Regions from separate parts of the Mus musculus genome. Here region 1 is linked to region 2. Evidence: chromatin contacts called from public promoter capture Hi-C data. All regions are on one chromosome and are shown on one strand. Each heading gives the region's core, a stretch centred on a gene start, on an enhancer-like site or on the middle of the called end of the contact. The rest is flanking DNA. Distances are from core to core; before and after follow the strand shown.

The links. Capture Hi-C pulls out chosen DNA fragments and counts their contacts.
Region 1: a promoter capture Hi-C map of pancreatic islet shows a contact between it and region 2. The contact joins two enhancer-like sites. A contact is called at or near these places in 5 of 484 Hi-C or Micro-C datasets (3T3-L1-derived adipocytes, the P5424 cell line, brown adipocytes and 2 more), 1 of 115 datasets of contacts at active chromatin or transcription factors (pancreatic cancer cells) and 3 of 9 other capture datasets (adipose tissue, liver and pancreatic islet).

The regions. Positions count from the first base shown.
Region 1 is chr5:123,805,276-123,811,947 of GRCm38.p6, reverse strand. Kntc1 (kinetochore associated 1) reads right to left here. Exons shown (of 64, transcript NM_001042421.1): 52 at 4,641-4,687; 53 at 2,835-2,913; 54 at 1,017-1,135; 55 at 507-642. Among named protein-coding and RNA genes, the nearest start is that of Hcar2, 57 kb to the left of the region's middle. Within about 2 kb of position 1,612, at least 15 of the 459 cell types and tissues checked have an H3K27ac peak or open chromatin away from gene starts, as enhancers often do. A contact at or near this core is called in pancreatic islet, where this site is marked.
Region 2 is chr5:123,617,585-123,624,420 of GRCm38.p6, reverse strand. It overlaps Clip1 (CAP-GLY domain containing linker protein 1), which reads left to right. Exons shown (of 24, transcript NM_019765.5): 11 at 1,151-1,208; 12 at 1,582-1,665; 13 at 2,469-2,625; 14 at 6,599-6,764. Among named protein-coding and RNA genes, the nearest start is that of Vps33a, 48 kb to the right of the region's middle. Within about 2 kb of position 5,005, at least 13 of the 459 cell types and tissues checked have an H3K27ac peak or open chromatin away from gene starts, as enhancers often do. A contact at or near this core is called in pancreatic islet, where this site is marked.

The DNA.
Region 1 (6,672 bases), core at 363-2,862, 190 kb before region 2:
TCAGTCCAATCAGCCTTTTAAGAAGGCAGGGTACCTTCATAAAACATACGGACAATAACCTATAAATGTCTAATGCACTGTTTTCAGCTCCTAATTCAACAATAACAATAATAACAACAATAACAACAATAACAATAATAATAATAATAAAAACCCAGGATGCCTGCTGGCCTCATACCTGTCCCAGCTCCAACGGCATCAGTGACCGGTCTCCCAAAGGCAACTAAGCACGAGAGAAGGGGACCTCTCCCTCTAGAGTGGGCCTTGGAAGGAAGTACGACAGTGCCTTCTTGCTCGCAAGCATGACTAACCTGTGTACTCTAAGAATGGAAAGGACTGACCATATTGTCTTACCATTCCATATAGTGGGATGCAAACCTACAGAAAGGTCTAGGGCATTAGACCTACTGGGGGTAAAAGATCTTTGGGCATCTGGGGGGCTGGGTGACTGGGTGACACACACTGCATAGGTAAAGACAGGAGCGCCACGGCCAGGGACTACATACCATAGGTTCGTGGCTGTGGTTCTTCCACAAGCCCTTAATCATGCCTTCTTTGGGACTGTTGCAGAATAATTCATATGTGATGGGAATATTCAATGTCTCAAATGATGCCAGGAAAGTTATACATTTCAGATAGGATCTGGAAAACAGAGGTCTTTGTAAGGATCGTTCTTGTGGCTCACATTTAAATCTAAAACCAAAACTACTGCAGGGTACAGGGGGCTAGCTTGTTGTTTCTTGTCCATTTAGGCTGCAGGTATCTTCAGAGGATGCAGCTTAAATAGAAATCAATTTGAACAAGGAAACAGTCAACTTCCAAATGTTGCTAAGATGTTCTTATAGGCCTGCTTTGCCTTTGCTAAAATATCAACAATCAAGATAATGGGCCTGCATTTACATAGCAACCGGTAAGCACCCACATAATTCAATCAAGGGCTCAAAAGTTATGGCTCAGATATAAGCAGATGAAGTCTGTTTACTTCCTTCTAAAACAATACATCAAGCTCTACTTACTTCATTTCTTTAATGGGCTTTTTGAAGAGAGATTCAATTGTTTCCTTGTCAGCCAAATAGAGGAGACACTGCAGAGCTCGTGCTTTGTGGGCAAACGTTAGCTGGCGCATGCCCAGTGTCTGTAAAACAAGAGGCTTGGAGAGTCAAGCTGTACACTGCAGCCTCAGCCAGGCAACTGACTTCAACTTAGGCAGTAAATACATCCATTCCCTTGGTTATTTTTCCACTTTACTTGAGCTCAATTATCTCTGCTGTTAACCAGCACAGAGCTGAGCAAGCAGCTCAACACTAACTCGACCCTGGAAGGAACTCCAGAGACCCCCTTGTTCTTTGCATTACTGGTGCTAATGCAGTGATGGCTAAGACTGTGGACAGAACCAAGGCAGCGACTCCCAGCTGCTCCCAGCCGTGGCCAGCACTGGAAACCAAAGAGAGCTTCCCCTTGAAATGCAATAAAGTTTAATTTTCTCTCTCTCTTTTTTTGGGGGGCATGGGTTTCAAGACAGGGTTTCTCTGTGTAGCCCTGGCTGTCCTGGAACTCACTCTGTAGACCAGGCTGGCCTTGAACTCAGAAATCCGCCTGCCTCCGCCTCCCGCATGCTGGGATTAAGGGCGTGCAGCACCACGCCCGCCCTTTAGTGTCTTTAAGTAGCACTGGTGTTGCTTCAATGGCCCTGCAGGAGCTGCTTTCACTTTCCTCCTGCTTTCACTTACTGCCTGTAAGTGAACTGTCCATGTTGTCAAGAAGAGTATTAGTGAATGTATCGTCAGCAATTAACGACGACATGTATTCAGAGATGGTTCATTAACATGATGTGTACAGGAGTCGAGGGATTAAGAAAATTAAATTTAGCCGGGCAGTGGTGGCGCACACCTTTAATCCCAGCACTTGGGAGGCAGAGGCAGGTGGATTTCTGAGTTTTCAAGGCCAGCCTGGTCTACAGAGTGAGTTCCAGGACAGCCAGGGCTATACAGAGAAACCCTGTCTCGGAAAACCGAAAAACAAACAAAACAAACAAAAAAAGAACGACTAAAGGACAGACTCCAATCAGGAACCGTGGTGAGCTTACATCCAGTATCTCAGATTTTCCTCTCGTCCTTCTGAGGACCATGTACGCATGGTTCCTCACCTTCTATTAATCTAGCTGCTTCGCTTCACAAGCTATTGTTAGCTGGGTATAATAGTTCACATTTGCTATTAGTACTAAGGAGACTGAGGCAAGAGAAGCGCCAAGAGTTTCCAAGACTTTGAGATCAATCGAGGCTACAGTCTAAGCCAGACTGTGTCTCAAAAAAAAAAAAAAAAAAAAAAAAAAAAAGAAAGAAAGAAACACTCTAACACTCTTCTCAACATCAAAACTACCAACAGAGTCGCTATAGGAAAATTCCTGAAGACTCATGAGTTTGTGTGTCCCCTCCCCGAGGCTGCAGTTTCACACGGGTAGAGAGGCTGGGGGGTGAGTAGGGCCGAAGCAGGTCACACAGGGTCACGAGGTTGGTAGAGCTTCTTCCCAGGGTCGGTTTGTATAGTGGCTTGGTATCAGGAGTGCTGACTGCTCAGGGAAGTTAATCACGATGAACAAAGTGCACCTTTGAGAGCTACCTCAGGTGCATCATGTGACCTGCCGAGCAGATGCTGCGGCCGGAGTGCTAACTGGAGCGTGGTATACTGAGAGATCCCGGAGTATGGGATAACATCACCCAGAACTGTGTTGGTGAGCGTGTCATCTGAATTGTGTTTATGAAGCCAGAAGTGAGAAATGCACACGGAGAAAATGCCAAGCAGAGATGGCCATAGGTTGAGTCTCTAGAGCTTACACTTGTAGCTGAAGTGGCAAATACAAACAGCATTCTCGAACAATAATCAACAGGACGAGCCTGGAGGAGATACACGACTCTGGAGGGGAAAAAAAAAGAAAGACATTTTTTTAAACTCAGAGATAGATTCCTAATACAATGGAGCTATGTTTCTGCCCACAGTAAATGACAACATCCTAGATGTCAGCCAGGAAGATACGGGCCATTGGCACTTTTGTTTTCCCTTTCAAAGGAGGTTTAGTCTCTCTTATTCTGAAATTTTGTTTATTTGATTTATGTGTATGCATGCTTTGCCTGCTTGTGTGACTGTATACCATATGTGTGCCTGGTGCTTGCAGAGGCCAGAAGAGAACAAGCGATCCCCTGGAACTGGAGTCACAGATGGTTGTGAGCTGCCTTTACAGCTAAAGAGGATAATGTGCAGATCAAATGCTGCCTTCCAGCGTTCTCCTCTGTACCATAGCCACTCAGCCTTCCAGTATTACTGATGAAACTGACACTGACCACAGCTTACAGCACAGTGAGTGTCACACACGGGAAAACCTGTTCTCCCGGGACCCAGGAGGACCTTGTAAGTGATTCCTTTTAGATTCTAGCCCTAGGCCTGGAAGGATTAGACAAGCTGGAGGAGACAGGGCCTTCAGATGGAAAAGACAGAAGTCCTGATGTCTCAGTGCTTTGGAGATGTCTTCTGTCACTGTCTGCATTGCTTGGAAGGCTCACCACATAACTGGCTCCGTTAAGTAGGCCAGGAACTGTATATGAGCTGGTATGGTGCACCTACCCTTAGAAGTCTAAGCAAGAAGCCTGCTGTAGTGGCCTTTAATGCCTTTAATCTCAGGGCCCAGGAGGCAGGGGCAGGGGCAGGAGGGTCTCTGTCCTAGGACAGCCAGGCCTACAAAAAGAAACCCTATCTGGAGGGCTGGGAGGGAAGCCTGGCTTGGTACTGCTTGGCTGTCATCTCAGCACTGGGGAGGCTGGGGCAGAGATTCCCAAGTTTTAGATCAGTATAACTACCTATGTTGAGCCTGGAAGCATTTATGAACCCCAAGAGACCACCAAGGAGATGACTCCGATGTAGGTTCTGCCTGTCACGGACACAGTTAGACCCTTACAAAAAGCAAATAAAAGTAACAACCCCCCCCCCCTCAAACATCCACCTTTTCTAAACAGCAGTGTGAGGTGGGCCACAGGGAAGGAGGGCGGAGACTACGAAGGTAGCCAGCTCTGTTCAAAACTAGGAACAATTATTTTCTTGTTCTGGGCTTTGCAAGTCTGTCTTCACTATTTGATTTCCAGGGGAGAGGAAGCTGCGGGGCTCCCCAGGCTGCTCAGCTGCTGGTGGTCTCGGTGAGGATTAGTTAAGAGCTGGCAGCTTACCACCATGCGCTCTTCCCATGCTGGAATCAAGTACTGGTGATGGGTGGTTACCACATCCCTTCTGATTCAAGCCTAGATAGTCTTCTCAATAGAACAAGCCAAGAGCACTCAGACTCCGCACATCGAATGGCAAGCACTCAACTCCGGAGACCGGGGTCTCAGACAAAGGATTCAGTGTCTTATATCTGAGCCAGGCATTTTCTAGAATTCCAGAGCACACAGGGCCCGGGGCAAAGGTTCTGGCTGACAGAAGAGTCTCCCCTTGCCTGGCACTGCATAAGTCTGAGAACCCTCGCAGGGGTTCAAACCCACAGTCTTGGCTATGGCTCCCCTCCCTGCCCTGATTCTTCTCGGAGCCACATCACATCAGTGTCCCCATAAGGTCCCTGCTGGGTGTCAAGGCCAGTACAATGAAAGAATTCATACCTATGCAGCACTTCATCCTCTTCCAGCTCAAAGAACTCCGATGCTTTCTTCGAGAACAGAGAAGGATACAGGTTAAAAACTGAAGGTTGTGACCACACAAACTGTCATCTTAGTGTAATACATCAGACCAAAAACCCAAATACAAAACTATGTTCATGGGACTGGAGGTCTGGCTCAGTAGCTAAGAGCACTCGTTGCTCTTGCAGAAGCCTTGAGTCTGATTCCAAACACTCACATGGTGGCTCACAATCTTCTCTAACTCTAGTTCCAGGGCACCGAATACCTTTTTTTTTTTTTAACCTTAGGCAGGCATCAGGCATGCATGTGGCATATGTACATGCATGCAAGCAAAATACTCACATATACAATATAATAAAATGATTTAAAAACAAAAAGCAAACTATGTTTATGTGGACAACACATTGCAGTAAATTACTCGGTGATGTCTTCTGCTTGACAAGGGGGTCCTTTCTCACTCACTCACACAGAAATATGTTCTGAGTACCTCTGAGTACATGCATGGCCTAAGAAGACAAAACAAACATCTGGGTGCTTGTGGAGCTTACATTTGTTGGGTAAATTTTAAAAGGAACGGAGCCTGGCCTGGTGGCGCACACCTTTGATCCTAGTCCGTCTTACTATGTAGCCTTGGCCGGCTCCGGCCGTGCCTCAGCCTCCCAGGTGCCCAGGATCTCAGCATGCCAGCCAAGTGTTCTGTCACTGAGCCACCCCAGAGAGTTTAAATGAGCCATTTGTCATCGGGACTCAGAAAGCACTGTGCCAGGCTTGATGGGAGGCATAGTTCTCAGTTGCCAGGTTCTCTGAGCTGACTACTCTGAGCTTCTGTGAGCTTGGAACACAGAAATGCTCGATTTAGACACACGCTTACATTCTGTTCCCACTGAAGCAGTCACTGCTCTTGGTAGAACGGGGCTAGCGCTGGATCTCAGGCAGGGAGTGTTTGCACAGTAGAATGGACCACTGGGTTCAAACTGCAGCGTAGCACAGACCAGGTGTGGTAGCACACACCCCAGACCACTTGGGAGGTACTATATGTTCTAGGTCATCCTCAGCTACATGGTGAACAGGAGTCTAGCCTGGGGTACTCAAAAATCTATTGTCAAAACAGCAGCAGCACATTTTGGCATGAAATGGAAAATTAATATAAAATAAAAGCTACTAAGTAAAATCCAACAGGGCTGCTGGGTTGACTCCCAAGTAAAGGCACTTGCTGCCAAGTCTGAAGACCCAAGTCCACTCCCCAGAACCTACATGGTAGGAGAGAGCCAATTCCCTCAGGCAATTTGGATGTAATTAAAAAAATAAGTTAAATGCCAAGGGCTGGGGATACGATTTAGTGGTAGAGTACAGGCTTAGCATTCAATGACTACAGTATTCAGCAGGCAAATCAATCAGTCAGGACAATAAAACAAAACCAAATAAAAGCTGGCTGCCAACTACAGCTAACCTCAGCTACCTGGGCGGCTGCAGCGGAACTACGTTTGACTGGGAATTGAAACAAGTTTGGGTAGCATATTAGCACCCTAAATCGAACAAACTCACTAAATATAAGTACTTAATTTCATAGTGGTTATACCATTTTTTTACAAATACATTTCAAGAATATTATCTTCCTACATAAGAACAGAATTGTAGGCTTTACTTATTAAATTCTACCTGAAAATTCAGAGAAACTATTGAAAAATCTGGATTGAGATTGCTAGCTCCTTCCACAAATGTGAAATTCGCTATTTCTAAAAACATCAACATCATGTGGCAGAAGAACACATCACCTACACAAATCACCTACTCATCACCTATACATCACCTACTCATCACCTATACATCACCTGCTCATCACCTATACATCACCTGCTCATCATCTATACATCACCTAAAGATCACCTACTCATCACCTATATACATCACCTACTCATCACCTATACATCACCTATACAGCATGACTAAAGCCCATAACCTCTGTTAAATCACAGAAGAATATGAGCAAAGCAAAAATGACATTTTCTAAAAG
Region 2 (6,836 bases), core at 3,756-6,255:
CACTATAGCTGTCTTCAAACGCACCAGAAGAGGGTATCATATCTCATTATAGGTGGTTGTGAGCCACCATGTGGTTGCTGGGATTTGAACTCAGTACCTTTGGAAGAGCAGTAGGTGCTCTTAAACACTGAACCATCTCACCAGCTCACGTGCTCAGCTTTTAATAGTCTCTGTTGGAGATACTCATTCAAAAAAAAAAAAAAACAACAACTCTCCTGGGGATGCTGGCAGGATAGCTCAGTGGCTAAGAGCACTGGCTGCACTTGCAGAGGATCTGGGTTTCTGTTCACAGCACCCACGTGGTGCCTCACAACCGTTGGTAACTCCAGTTCCAGGAGATCTGACATCCATTTCTGTGTATCTGATGTCCTGCGTGTGCACCAGGCATGTATGCATTGCGCATGCATGTATACATTGCACAGGCACACATACAGTGTATAGGCAGACATGCAGGCAAAACACCCATACACATAAAGTCAAATAAATCTTTAAAAAGATCTCTGTTAATGCCACCTCAAAATCTATCTCAGGGAAACCAGGAGAGCTCCTTTATCTTAGTTTGTTGCCACGTTGAGAACAGACCTTAAGTAGAAGGTGACAGATGGAGCGGTTCTGCCTAAAACATTGCTGATGCAGATATTAGGCTTGAGGTTCGTTCTGGTTTTTCTGGTTACTATGAGGGGAAAAACAGAACTCTACTTATTGTTCAGGCAGATTTCTTTGTTTTCCTTTTCCTGTTTCTTTTTCTTTTTTTTCTTTTTTCTTCCTCTTCTTCTTGTACTGGGGATTCAACCTAGGGCTTTGCCCTTGCTAGGCAAGAACTCTACCACTGAGCCACATCCCAAAACCTCTGGCAGGTTTCAGAGAAAAAGGCAGCTCTTAGAGGGTTGATTATGACAAGCATGTTCCTGCAACACACGTATAAATGTGAATGTATAGACTTAGATATATGTGCCTGGATGTACAATTGGGTACAGATATACATGCACACACAGTGCAAACCTCACTCGTGTGCATGTACATGTGTAGAATGCACGTGAGTCTTAATGAAGCTAGGTACAAGATGCATGTAGCATTGTAACTGATATGCACGTTTAGTCTTTGTCCCCTAAAGTCCTGGTATCATGAATATCTGGTTCTTTTTCTCTAGAAAGAAAAGTTTGCCAGTACTTCAGAGGAGGCGGTCTCTGCTCAGACAAGGATGCAAGGTATGTCTCACTGAAGTACGAGCAGAAAGTTTTAGGATAGGTCATTAGTGGGGCTAGGGGCTGGCTTTGGGTGTGCATAACGTAGTCTAATGTCATAATTTTGGAAGTTGTAGAATGCACAGAAAAACCGCATTCCATTGGTTTCCTGAGCTTCAAACTCCAAAAATAGTTATTTCTCCTTTTGACCTAAGGCTTGATCCATATTAAAATCTGCATATTCCTGTGAAAGAATGATCGTATCTACACTCTTGCTATTGATAAGCATTGGGTTTTGACTGAGGAGAAAAGAAATGCCTAGGAAAGGCAGCCAAGTTCTAGGTGGCCTTATTAAATGTGAAATATATACAGTAAGCTTTTAACTTTATCCTAATAGATACCGTAAATAAACTGCACCAAAAGGAGGAACAGTTTAACGTGTTGTCGTCTGAACTGGAGAAGTTGAGAGAAAATTTAACAGGTAAGGCCGTGTGAACTGGTGACTAGCCATTACATGCAGCAGGGTGCCTGGGAGGAGAGAGTTCATTCATGTTACAGTAACAGATCTGCCAGGCAGACAGCGCCCCACGCGGGCGGCGTGATACTCGTTTGAGATATGTAACCTGGTGCGTGTCTTCTTTTCTCTGCTTTACAAAAGGCCAGCATGGCCCATCGCTGCTGCCGCTGCTCTCCTTACACAGTGGCTCACACAGGGCAGTGCACAGCTGACCCCTTGCTCCTCACCTCTGCCCTTGGCCTTTTGTTCTTCTCAACCCTGGCCAGAGTGGGCTCAAGTGACTTCTCTTCCTCCCATCGCACTCATTAGAAGAAGCCCTAGTGCTTGTCCATCAAACTCCATGTTTCTAGGTGTTCGTCTCAGACTTTCTGGCCCTTACCCACGGCACTCAGCTTTTATAGGACGTGTCAGGCCCACCTGGGGGCTTTGACTTGCTTCCTTCAGGTCTTTTCTTAAATGTCACCAATTCAGAGTTTCATATAATATGTTACTCCTTCCTTTTATCAATGTCTTTTCTCTACCTCCAGGTTTCCTCTTAGCACCACCTCTTCCTATTACATCGTTTTTCTTTATTCAGTTTATAATCTGTCTCTGCTAGAATGTGATTTCCATGCAGGCAGAGATGGCTGTCTGCAAACATCTCTAGAAATCTCTAGAGTAAGGATGCATTCTATATATGTGTGTGTGTGTATATATATATGTATATATGTGTATATATGTGTGTGTGCTCTTAACACAACAGTGCTTTTTATTTTCTGTATATTCAGACATGGAGGCAAAATTTAAAGAGAAGGATGATCGAGAAGATCAGCTGGTAAAGGCAAAGGAAAAATTAGAAAACGACATTGCAGAAATAATGAAGATGTCAGGAGATAACTCTTCTCAGCTGACAAAGATGAATGATGAATTACGTCTGAAGGAAAGGTATGTCCGATCAGCCTGTTGTGGAGTGGGCTCAGCAATAAGGCCTTGATAGGGGATTAACAGCACAGGGCTGCTGGATGGGCACAATCCCAGCACTTGGGAGGAGAGCAGGTGGATTTCAGTCTGGTCTATAAAGTGAGTTCTAGGCCAGCCAAGGCCTAGAAGTATGTCTAGTGAAACCCTGTCTTAAAAACAAAACAAACCAACCCAGGAAAACAAGGTTGTCCTGTGTACTGGCTAGTTTTGTGTCAACTTGACACAGCTGGAGTTATCACAGAGAAAGGAGCTTCAGTTGAGGAAATGCCTCCATGAAATCCAGCTGTAAAGCATTTTCTCAATTAGTGATCAAGGGGGAAAGGCCCCTTGTGGGTGGTTGCTATCTCTGGGCTGGTAATCTTGGGTCTATAAGAGAGCAGGCTGAGGGGCTGGTGAGATGGTTCAGTGGGTAAGAGCACCCGACTGCTCTTCCGAAGGTCCAGAGTTCAAATCCCAGCAACCACATGGTGGCTCACAACCATCCGCAACAACATCTGACTCCCTCTTCTGGAGTGTCTGAAGACAGCTACAGTGTACTTACATATATTAATAAAATAAATCTTTTAAAAAAATTTATAAAAAAAATAATAAAAAAAAAAAGAGAGCAGGCTGAGCAAGCCAGGGGAGACAAGCCAGTAAGGAACATCCCTCCATGGCTTCTGCATCAGCTCCTGCTTCCTGACCTGCCTGAGTTCCAGTCCTGACTTCCTTTGGTGATAAACAGCAGTGTAAGCTGAATAAACCCTTTCCTCCCCAACTTGCTTCTTGGTCATGATGTTTGTGCAGGAATAGAAACCCTGACTAAGACATCCTATTTTAAGGCTTCTTGGTTCCTTTTCTCATTGTGTTCCCATTTTCTGATTTTTCTTAATTTAAGGGGTGTGTGGCCGGGCATGGTGGCACACGCCTTTAATCCCAGCACTTGGGAGGCAGAGGCAGGCAAATTTCTGAGTTCAAGGCCAGCCTGGTCTACAGAGTGAGTTCTAGGACAGAGAAACTTGAAAAACCAAAAAAAAAAAAAAAAAAAAAAAAGGGTGTGTGTGTGTGTGTCTGTGTCTTGTCTCTCTTTCTCAGTGTTTGTGTCTGTGTGTGTGTCTCTGTGTGTGTCTGTCTGTCTGTCTCTCTCGGTGTGTGTGTGTCTCTGTGTGTGTCTGTCTGTCTGTCTCTCTCGGTGTGTGTGTGTCTCTGTGTGTATGTGTTTGTCTCTGTGTGTCGGTCTGTCTCTCTCTGTGTCTGTCTCTCTCGGTGTGTGTGTGTCTCTGTGTGTGTCTCTGTGTGTATGTGTGTGTCTCTGTGTGTGTGTGTCTCTGTGTGTGTGTGTCTGTCTGTCTCTCTCGGTGTCTGTCTCTCTCGGTGTGTGTGTGTCTCTGTGTGTGTCTGTCTGTCTGTCTCTCTCGGTGTGTGTGTGTCTCTGTGTGTATGTCTGGAGATTGGAGCTACAGTCCAACTTTCTGTTCCTCCCTCCTTGAATCAGCTGTTTGGGCAATCACATGTGCTTTTTACTATTCCACTGTGGGCTTTAAATACCCATCAGGCTTGCTCACCAGTCCTTGTGTGGCCTTCTGAAATGAGCTCCACCCACTTAACTTGTTGAGATGAGAATGGCAGAGTTAAGGAAGGAGTGGAGTGGGATTCTAGACCCCTCAGTGACTTACAAAGACAAAGACAAGGCACTGGTTTAATAATGGCAGTAACAGCTTTTACAGGACCTTAGAGATGTTTATAGCTTCCTTCACACAATGAGGCAGGAAACACCCACTGATGCTTACTGTGTGCTTATTGTGTGTATGTAGAGTATATTTTTCTAGCTTCCTATTTGAAAGGACAAGGAACCAAGGCTCACTTGAGGTATCCCAGCTGAGCCGCCTGGTCTTGGCCCTTACTACTTTTACTTAGATTGTCCTAGTGCTAAAACTTCTTTCATCTTAAGGTCTGCCAATTATAATGTCTAATATTCTTAGGTTCTTTTTTGTTAGTTTGTTTTTTGAGACATGTAGTCCTGGCTGTCCTGGAACTCCCTATATCAACCAGGCTGTCCTTGAACTCAAGATCTTCTTGTCTGTTTCCTAAGTGTTGGGATTCAAGGTGTGTGCCACCACACCCAGCTTATTCTGAAGTTCAAGTTGCCCCCCACCATAGCAGTCATTATAAATCAAATACTTAATTAATGAGGCAGAGATTTAGAGAACATTTTGGAACCATTAGAATTTTACTTTGTAAAATATTAATGCTTATAAAATTGTATTGCTCTCCAGCCTTTTACCCACATACCCCAGTTCTCGGTCACCAGGCGAAGGCCTCCAGGTGCCGCCTGTGCAGGTGACCGATGAGCCAGCACCGTCTGTCTCCCGGCTTGAGCACTGCTTGATGACTCCTTGATGGCCCTGACTCTGGGCTAATGTCTAATGTCACCACGCTCCCGCGAGCTCATGCTTTTCTTTGTCTGTGTTATGTCCGTGCAGGTGCAGGACAACTTCCAGAGTCACTCCTCAATCTCTGTCCACCCCCATTTGAAAGGCAGGGTCTCTTGGTGGCTTGGAACTCCTTAAGCAGGCTAGGCTAGCTGGCCGAAGGGCCCCAGGGATCGGCCTGCCTCTGCCTCCCGAGTGCTGGGATTATAAGCACGTCCCACCACACTTGGCTTTTATAGAGGTTCTGGGGATTGAACTCAGGTCCTCATTGCCTGCAAAGCAAACACCTTACTGACTGAGCTATCCCACCAGCACCCATCTGGTTCTCTTTCAGCAACAATTACTTATGGAAACTTTTGTGTTTTCTTTTCCCAAATGGCATTTAAATAACCTTTTGGTAACTCAGTCTGCTGAAGGTTTGAAACTTAATTTTCTTTCTTAATACTTTTTTAGATTAGAAAATAACCTTTAGTAAAAAATTTTAGATTTATCTTCATTTTATATGTATAGATTTTTCTACAATTATTTAAGGGCACTGTGTGCATGCAGTACCTGCAGAGGTCAGAAGAGGGCATCAGATTCCCACAAACTAGAATTCTGGATGGTTGTGAGACACCATGTGGGTGCTAACCAAACCTTGGTTCTTTGAAAGAGCAGCCAGTACTCTTAACCACTGAATCGGCTCGTTAGCCCTATCTATGCCTGCCTGCCTGCCTGCCTGCCTGCCTGCCTGCCTGCCTGTCTATCTATTTATATCTATATATCTATATATTTATCTGAGATAGGGTCTCTCTATTGCTCTGGCTGTCTTAGAACTTGTTGTATAGACCACACTGACCTTGAACTCCACAAAATTAATCTGCCTCTAACTCCCAAGTGCTGGGATGAAAGGCATGCATCATCACACCTGGCCTAATATATTTATCTCATTCATATTCCTTTATGGATCTATTAATATAAAGTAATAAATCCTTACAACTATAGTAGTTGTTACCCTAAATATCTTTAGAACAATCACAGTTGTTAAAGTTATTTTTCAGGCAAGTCATTTTTAAGTTTGTCTTGATTTCAGGTATAATTATATAGTCATCAATTTTGCAGTCTTTGATTTAATTATTATTTATAATATATTTCTAATATAACTTCAATTTTAAACACAAGAAATCTAGATATAGTGATGATGGTTCAGTAGATAAAGTGATGAATAGGCTTGAGAATTAGAGTTCAGGTCCCCAGAGTCTAGGTAATCCTAAGGACCTGCAGTGACAGGGGAGGTGGAGATGGGTCTCCCAGCATGAAGCAGCAAAGAGGAACCCTGCTTCTAACACGGTGGATCATGAGGACTGGCACCCAAGGTTGTCTTCTGACTTCCATGTGCAGTGCTGTGATGTGTGCATGCCTGGACTCACACATCATACAGACACAGTGACCATGCGTGCACACATAAATAGATTACGTACACACACAGCATATGTACATGTATGTATAAAGAATGATCTGACACTTTATCTTGGAACTCATTCTAGATCCGTGGAAGAACTCCAGCTCAAGCTTACAAAGGCCAATGAAAACGCCAGTTTTCTGCAGAAGAGTATTGGCGAAGTGACTCTTAAAGCTGAGCAGAGTCAGCAGCAAGCAGCCAGAAAACATGAAGAAGAAAAGAAAGAGTTGGAGGAAAAACTGTTGGAACTGGTAAGGAGAAGCAAAGGGGACTGCTGTCACTGTGTGGCCAGGTGACTGGTGTGGCCAGGTGGCTTGTGTGGC